Regions from separate parts of the Triticum aestivum genome. Here region 1 is linked to region 2. Evidence: chromatin contacts called from public Hi-C data. All regions are on one chromosome and are shown on one strand. The core of a region is the stretch at or near the end of the contact, and the rest is flanking DNA. Distances in the headings are between cores, read along the strand shown. Region 1 holds the start of LOC123134084 (phospholipase A1-II 7). Region 2 holds the start of LOC123134042.

Evidence for each region. Hi-C and Micro-C count contacts between places; a contact is called where the count stands out from the background.
Region 1: a contact with region 2 is called in a Hi-C map of leaf, with 2.6 times the contacts expected there. The contact joins the promoter of LOC123134084 here to the promoter of LOC123134042 in region 2. A contact is called at or near these places in 2 of 5 Hi-C or Micro-C datasets (both in leaf).

What each region holds. Positions count from the first base shown.
Region 1 is chr1B:490,622,464-490,627,000 of IWGSC CS RefSeq v2.1, forward strand. It overlaps LOC123134084 (phospholipase A1-II 7), which reads right to left and starts at 2,907. Exons shown (of 2, transcript XM_044553431.1): 1 at 2,095-2,907; 2 at 528-1,319. The coding sequence starts at 2,802. The coding sequence ends at 723.
Region 2 is chr1B:490,456,930-490,461,282 of IWGSC CS RefSeq v2.1, forward strand. It overlaps LOC123134042, which reads left to right and starts at 1,307. Exons shown (of 2, transcript XM_044553397.1): 1 at 1,307-1,581; 2 at 1,723-2,151. The coding sequence starts at 1,506. The coding sequence ends at 1,916.

The DNA.
Region 1 (4,537 bases), core at 1,657-4,156, 170 kb after region 2:
CTTGCTTATGTTAGTCACCACGATATAACTCTCCATCAAATGGACGTTTAAAGTGTTTTCTTAAATGGTAAAATCAAAAAGTTGGTCTATGTTAAACAACCTCCTGGTTTTGAAAACTCTAAGTTGTCCAGCCTTGCTATAAACTCTACAAGGCTTTTTACAAACTCAAACAAGCCATGGTATGAGTGCTTGCAGAGATTCCTTGTTAAAAAGTTCAGACTGGTATAATTGACTCAACCCTCTTCATTAGGAAACTTAATCAATGGTGAACTCTTTTTGTGTACGTTTAGCAAAGGGTAATTTGGTAAATTCATAGAAAGAAAGTTTGAAATGTTGATGATGGACAAGCCGACGTACTTCCTGGAACTTCAAATCAAGCAAACAGATGAAGGCACCTTCATCTCTCAAACCAAGTACACCAAGGACGTGATCAACAATTTTGGCATGAATAATGCCAAAGGAATTGTCGAGGTGAAGTGGTTTCATCATATTCATGTGTCGAGCATAGTTTATTTTGGAAGAAACTATTGAGGGGAAGTTGTTTCATCATATTCATGTGTCGCACATATTGTATTTTGAAAACACTCACTTATTTTGCATAAAAAGGGAAAGATACTAGGAACGGTTGACAAACCGTAGCCGTTATTTCGAACCTTGTAACGAGTACGGTGTTGTGAATCACATCAAGGTCTAATGTCCTCTCAGTGGCCGATGTGAGTAACTCAGATGTGCTTGAAGTCCTGGAGCGTCCATCGCCCATCTTCCCCCTTGACCATAAACTTGTGTCTAGGGACCCACCAACACGCCGGCACCGGGTGCTCGTCAGTGAGAGCGTCGGCGCCCTTGTTCACTAGTGATATGTCACGGTCCACCTCTAGCTTGAACCCTCCGGCACTGCCTTGCTCCCCGGCCACTCCGTGTAGGTAGCACTCAAGATTGTGGAGCGTCCCCACTGTGGCCGGCTTACGGATGTACGGAGATCGTATTGTTCTTATGGTAAGCTCCACGGCCACATCCACATATCCCAGAGGTGGGTACATGGGCACGACGTCACCAGCGTTCTGCACATGTAATGCCTTCAGGTCTGGAAATGAGTTGAACGCCGACCTAAAGAAGCGGCATCCGACGTGAGGGCTCGCGAACACGATAGCAGTCACAGGGAACGACTTAGTGGAGCCCTCGGGTTTGTTGATGCCGCTAGACACCAGGTCAACGGCGTTCAGGGTGGCGACCGACGCACCAAGGCTGTGGCCGCAAACGGTGATGCTGACCTCCTCGTCCTTGTACAGCTCCACGAGCCTCCTGACCTCCTTGACAACCTGCTTGTATGTTTACATGCATGGTTAATAATCAACTAATTAGATAATTATCATGTGTGATATTCCTTAGGACGCTAAAAAATAATTAGCTTGTTCTAATCAACCAAGTTGCATGGAATGTAAATGTGCAACTACTCAAGTTACAGAAATAAGAATTTTTAATCGGCTCAGAAATATAGGGTAGGTCTTTTTTTTGGGCAAACATACACTCTCAACAACCAGCAGCGCCGGCATCGCTTTCGTTGATGGATGGGTAAATTTATAATTTGGATAACGACTATTAACACGCTACCCCCGAGCTTGTCAAAGCTGAGGCTGCTCCATCGCACAATAGCGCCTACCCATTATGGGTAACCCATACCTGAATAAGTGCAGCCCATTTTGGACCGTTGTGTTAACTCGCTACCGTTCCATTTTTGAAGGGTTCAATTATCTGACGCGCTCATAGAGTGTGGGGATTTTTACGAAAGAAAAGGACATGATCGAATGATAGATGAGGCCCTGAGCCTCAAGATAAGACACTCTTTTTTATCTTCACAAGATTTAACTTATCTTGGGAACATCACAGTGACTTCCTGTGGCTATCTAGACCGTCGCCTTGCTTCAGTATAGTCAATCGCTTTGCTTCTTCAGTATAGTCATTGTTTAGATTATTGTAGGTAAGCCGTTGTCATTTTTTATGTTAGAACTGGAATTGTGGGAGTACTAATGTCCGGTTAGATCGACTAGACGTACCAAAGCCCTATTTATTAGTCGCTGTGGCACGGTACTTTACCTGATCTCTGGCGCTGGTCTTGGTGAACTCGGAGCTCTTGTTGCTTGACGTGTACATGGACAGGAACCCATGGTGCACCACGGCAAGGCGGTGCTGGCTCGCCGCGGAGCCCAGCACGGGCCCGGCGGGCACGGGCGCGAAGTCGAGGTCGTTGACCCACTCCATGTTCTGGACGGTGCCGCGCCACGCCACAACGATGTCGCGCCTGCCGAGCGCGGCGGCGCCCTCGTCCGTGGCCACGGCCACGTACCCCATCCAGTTGGACTCTCGGCTCCAGACGTCCGGCAGCGACGGCAGCGGCAGCAGGAGGAAGGAGCTGGGGAGTGGCAGCGACGAGGTGGCGTAGATGAACTTGGTGACCTCGTAGTTGTTGCCGTGGTGGGGCACCCCCACGCCGGCGAGCAGGTCCTCGTAGCCGTAGAAGCACGCGCCGCAGTGCGGGGAGCGCCTCTCGGTGTTGAACGCGTCGTAGGCGGCCTGCACCATCTCGCCGTAGGAGATGATGCTGGCGCGGAGGTGCGGGTCCAGAGGGTCCAGGAGGCCCTTCCACGAGTTCTCGCCGTGGAGCTCGCGCCACCTGCTGGCCACGGTTCCGAGGACAGGCGCCGGCGCCGACAACGTCGTGTCCTCGCCGCGCGGTTTCTCTTGGCCGTGCAGCCTGCTGGCTATGTCTCCAACGATTGGCAGCGGAATCGGGAGGAACGACATGTCGAGCGGGTGTTAATTCGAGGGATCTTATCGACCGATCGGCTGCGTACCAGTGGGTTTGGCTCTGTTGGCTACACTCTCTTGCTAGTGTTGAGGCCTCTTTGCTTCAGCTTGGGCGTCTACTTATAGGACGTTTCCGCGAGAACCCATGTGACCTCCAATATTATTTCATTTCTTCCCAGTTTTGCTGCCAACCACTGGACTGTAAATTTACTCGGAATTTATTCAGAAAGATATCTTTTCCTTAGAAGTAAGTGACGATTCCTTTTGCCCTTAGATCCATGCATGCTTACTGGCATATTTTTTTTAAGGAATCACCGGGCTCAAAAGTTAATTTTTTTTACGGAAATGCTAAGAGCAACTCTAGCAGACCCCGCATCCGTCTAGTCCGCAAAACGTGTTTGCAGTTCGCGGAAAAACGCCTTTGTGGGCCGACGCGCACGGCCGCGGATGCAGACCCACATAACGGACCCGTAAAAAAGCATATTCGCGAAATATGTTTTTTTACGGGCCGGCTTTGCGGGGTCTGATCTGGCACAGCTCCTTCCGGCCCGGAAAACCTAAATTTGCACCTTAATTTGATCCAATATAATGCATTTCTTTGCTTTTTCAACAACATTGGATACATAAGACATCACCAAATCTTTACTAGAATAGCAAGACCAAAGAAAACAAGAACCACAAGTATGCATTTTAGAAGATTTCCAACTTCCATAACTACTCCCACTAGTTGAAGCAATATCTTCTCTATGCACTCGTTGTTGATCTGCGGATTCTTGATCTTGCATTCTTCATTCTTCATCTTTGGTTTGGAAGAAGTAGACGTTGCTTCCCCTCTAGTTGCACATGCAGCCGCACCATTGTCTTCTATTCTACTAACGAGTGCATCAACATCTATTAACTTTCTTTCTATCAATAAATCAATGTATTGGCCTTCCCAAAACCAAAATGAGCATCCATCTTCCTACACAAAAGAATGACCATGTTCGAAATGAGGATCCGCAAAGAATGAGCTATCAAAATGAGCTACCGCAAGTGCACGTACCCCGTCATTTTTGCATTTGAAGAACACCGATCCGGGGTGCTTCGGCGTGGCCGAAGTAAGCCGCAGCACTGTGTGCGTGCAGTCGTCGCACTGTATGAGCGGCAACGGCGAGCCATAGAGCCGTTGTGCGAGCGCCGAGCTCGGTGGACGGCCGGACAAATCCATGCCTGCAAATCATCGACGGCGCCGGGAGGACGAACCCGTCCCTGCATGCGGTGATGCGCCCTTGCCGGGGCTACGGGAGATGCTCCCCGACCACTCCATCGCTTGGAGCAGCCACCGACGACCGGCAAAGCCAAATCCGGTGGCACCGCGATGAAGGTCCGCAGATCCGCAAATCCGGCGGCCCGCCGGCGCAGGGGGTGGGAGGGGAGGCCTCGTGCGTGTGGTGGCCTTGGCGAGCTCCTGTCGGCTGCTTTCGTCGGAATCTTGGGTGGCGGGGTGGCGGCGGCGCAAGGGGGGAGAGGGGAGGTGGTTGGTGGGGGAAAGCACGGGCTGAAATGTCCCTCCACCAACCGCTTCCGCTTATATGCAGGGCACCACAGCAGCGAGGGGGAAACCTGCGCATACGCGGGTTGGGGCCGAGATTTTGCCCCGCCGGCCAAAAAATTTTGCGGGCCAGGGAGGGATGTGGGATCTGACCGGGCAGGTTTTTCGGTCCTGACCCGCATTTTGGCGGTTATTTTCCGG
Region 2 (4,353 bases), core at 57-2,556:
AGAATTCTAGGAAAGGAAGAAAAACTAACATCTGTAATGGGCCGCGGTGACTGCTGCACACTTAAGCCGTATGTGCATGCTCGTTTATATTCAGCCCATTAAGGATACAAATTGTATTTTGACCGAAAGTGATACTCGGTGTGGCAGCCAGGTTGTCCAACCAGAGGGGAACATGTCATGTATTTGATCGTGTGCGCAACATTATTTTGGTCCCAATTTCCGCCCTGACTGGTGGGGCCCAAGTGCCATTGTGACGTTTCATTCGTTTTTTCAAGAAAGAAATTTGAGTGTCATTTTGTGAGTAAAATAAGATTCCAGGGTGTGTTTCACAAAAAACCGAGGCACACGCCTTGCATGTGCCTTCCAGTCACTGACACTGGGTCCCATGCCATGTTGGCGCGCCTCGTCATCACTCTATGCGTATACAAACACGATTAGCACCGTAGATGAACGCCCAAGCCAAGTTCTGTCACCGGTTCAATGTATGCCACAAGTTTTAGCACCAAACTGACTTTTCTCGCCAAGTTCAGACACCTGTGGTGTAATTGACTCTTATAGTAACTTAACTAGTTAGTGTAACATCACATGCCCAAATGCAATATGAGTCAACCTAATAAATGAAGCTTTGCATGTTACTATACTTATGTTACTACCCACTATGAAGGTAGTAACATAGTCTAGGGATACGTGTATGTTATGCATAGCAACATACACAAATCCTTAGACTATGTTACTATCTTCATAGTGGGTTGTAACATACTTCCTCCGTTTCTTTTTAGTCCGCATATAAGGTTTGGTCAATGTCAAGCATTATAGAGTTTGATTAACTTTATATTAAAAAATATAAACATTCACAATATGAAATCAATATATTCAGATGCACCATGAAACATATTTTCATACTATATAGTTTTAGTACTGTAGATGTTCATAATTTTTTATGTAAATTTGGTCAAACTTTGTGTAGTTTGACTTTGACCAAATCTTATATGCGGAGTAAAAAGAAATAGAGGGAGTAAGTGTGGTAACATGCAAAACTTCATTTATTAGGTTATAGACTTGTATTGCATTGGGACATGTGATGTTACAGTAACTAGCTAAGTCACTGTAACTACCTCTCTCCTCATTAACTCATTGCCATGTAAGCAAATTTGCTGAGTTGAACTTGATATTACTGTTGAAGTTACTTCCACTGCAGCTAGTTTACTCATCATTGTGACTAGTCTGATATATACAATGCATGTCAAACTATCCACGCCGCCTATAAAACAAAAAAGAAACGAGTCCAACTTTCCAAACCAGTAGTCAAACATCTTTATCTCCCCACCTAACCGAATAATAACGACCGCTAGCCTAGCAGCCCTAGCAGGATTGTCAATCAAGTTACGAAATCGACGCCTATATATCCGCAGCTTTAGCCAGCCACACCACTACAACAACAGAAAGCATTCTACTCCTCCACACAAGTGAAGTGAGAGCTTTGCGCTGAAAGTTCATCAGCAACTATGAAGGGCACCAAGCTCGCGGCGATCCTGATCCTCCAGGCCGTCCTGGTCATGGGAGTCCTCTCGCACGTCAACGGTAAGCTGCAGATGCTGCTCAGCCATTCTACATGCTCCTCAACAAAGCTCGATCGATTGCCTTTTCGTGATCGCGGTGAGGGATCGAGGTCTGTGTTTATGGGTGATGCTATCTGATGCCGATGTCTTTGCGTGCGTGCAGCCGACTTCTTCCCCAAGTGCTGCAACAACTGCAGGTCCTTCTCGGGGGTCGACGTCTGCGACGACGCCCACCCCAAGTGTCCCAAGGGCTGCTCGGCGTGCCGCGTGGTGTCGACGAGCCCCGAAATGTGGCGCTGCGCGGATATGAAATCCACCGTCGACGGCACCTGCGGTGGACCCTGCAAGAAGTACTGATCGGTTCATGCCGGCATATGATATGTTCCGCCTAAAATTAAATAAAAGCTCGGACGAGATGAGCAGCGTCATCGTGCCTATGCGTGTGTGTGTGACCAACAAATATGTATACCAGTATGTCGTGTCTTCGTCGCTGTGTTTTCTCTCTCGAGAAAAAGTTGGTGTTGCTTGTTGTTCAGCTATCCGGAATATCCTCCGTGAATAAACACCTGTAGTGATTGTGCGTGGCTGCCAATAATGTGAGTTCTCTTGTCCACGCAGTTACATGTTTCCCGTTGTATTTATATACTCTCCGATATGATATTTGTTGACGTGTTAAGCAGTATCTTACTAGATGCTTAGCTTATTTTATTTTGCCAGAAAAACTTTCAATCTATTCATCAAACGTCACGGTAGTTCTAGCTTAGTTATCACATACTCACACGAACTGATGGGCAGCTATTTGAAATTTACCTTACTAGTGTTTGGCACATACAATAACTATCCTATGCACTCCTTTTCCATCTTACTACGGGCATGCCACACCTTTCATCCTGACAAATATTTTCGGATGTTTCTAGACGGGATAAGAAATGTGTCTGCAATCACACGTCTGACAATTTTGTGTGCCTGTATAAGAAGTATGATACAAACCAAACTTGTTGTTCAAAGAAGTTCTTGTAACGTAATCTCAAAACATCTATGTTTGCTCGGTTCAACTTGAATGCAAATGGTAAAAGTTTCCATATTTGATCTCAGTTTTTTCCTAAAGCATAATCATGCTTCGAGGAACGGTTGTTCAGCATAAGATAGTTTTGAAAAATGACAACAGAATTCATAAAAGCGGCCTCATGGGAATGTTATATTGTTGTACAATGAGATCATGCAATTAAGAATTCTTCGTAACCTATGATAATATATGTCGTGCAAAAGTCTTATCCCAGGAGGATTGCAACGATGCCTTCAATGGCACCAGTGTCAACTCTTGCCATTACGCTTCCTTGCAAAGGAAGCGATCGGCCAGGATGTTTGAGTCAACTTTATTATTTTTCTTGTTTTGTTTCTTTACGCATTTATAGGCACTAGCTAGAGTACATAATAACCACTTGCATTTCCAAATGATGATGACGATGATGATGATGATGATGACGATGATGATGATGATGATGATGATGATGATGATGATGATGATAATAATAATAATAATAATAATAATAATAATAATAATAATAATAATAATAATAATAATAATAATAATAATTTCTGAGCCCAGGCTCATCTGCACTCGGTCAAGAAACAATTCACAAAATATATAAAAATTAAAAAAAATCATTTTTTTGCATGGTAAATAATTTGGTGCAGGAGGTGCGCTTCAAATTTCAGTTCATTTCGACATATGTGTAGCTCTGAGAAAAAGAGACAAATTGGGTCACAACAATACATGAACAATAAACTTTTTTTATAGACCCCAAATTTGTCTTTTTCCCCGAGAGCTACACAGATGTTCAAATGATCTGAAATTTGGAGCGCACCTCACGCACGAAATTATCTACCATGCAAAAAAAAATATTTTTTGAATTTTTGTAGTATTTGTTTTGAATTTTTCTTCTTCTTTATCTTAGGTGCATATGAGCCCGGGCACCGAATTGCTGCTCTCAATAATAATAATAATAATAATAATAATAATAATAATAATAAAGGAAATAATAATAATAATAATAATAATAATAATAATAATAATAATAATAATAAGCACTTGCCTATCCTTACTAGCTAGTAACATCGCTTCTAATCTTTCACAAGAGATAATTAAAATACAATGAAGAGATTAGTAAATATCACTTGTGTTCTTCCTGCAAATGAAATAACGGTGTTCACAATTATGCGGGTGTAATTACATTTCTTCGCAATACCTAGTTTGAATAACAATTCCAACAGAAAATGGGATTAGTTAGTTTTTATGTATACACTAAAAAGACGTGCACAATTGTATTTCAAAAAATAAGCAACAAAAAAAAAACAAGCATACATGCCTATGGAGTTCATGCCGTGCAACTGCAGCCATGATAGGCTCAATGATCAAGTGGTTCGTCCTCAGCGACGAGAGGCTAGATCTAACCAGATGACATGATGGACCGCCGATTGACATACTACAGCAGTGTTTCACATAGTATGGCCAAACACGTGCCAAATCAACTTCTGAGGCATTTGGCACCAGTGCCTCCACTCCCTCACTACAAGAAATATGTCAACTTGTGACCACCACTATTGGTTATTGAAAGGTCATAGTTTTTCATTTGCGACCTTTTTGTGACCAAAAACAGAAGGTCAAAAGCTGGCGGTCGTAAACTGAAATTAGTGACCTTCTTTGCGATATGTAAAAGGTCGTTGGATTCCACGACCAAATTTTTGGTCACAAGCAACCTTCCCAGACCACGTAGGCATCTAGCATGGCAAG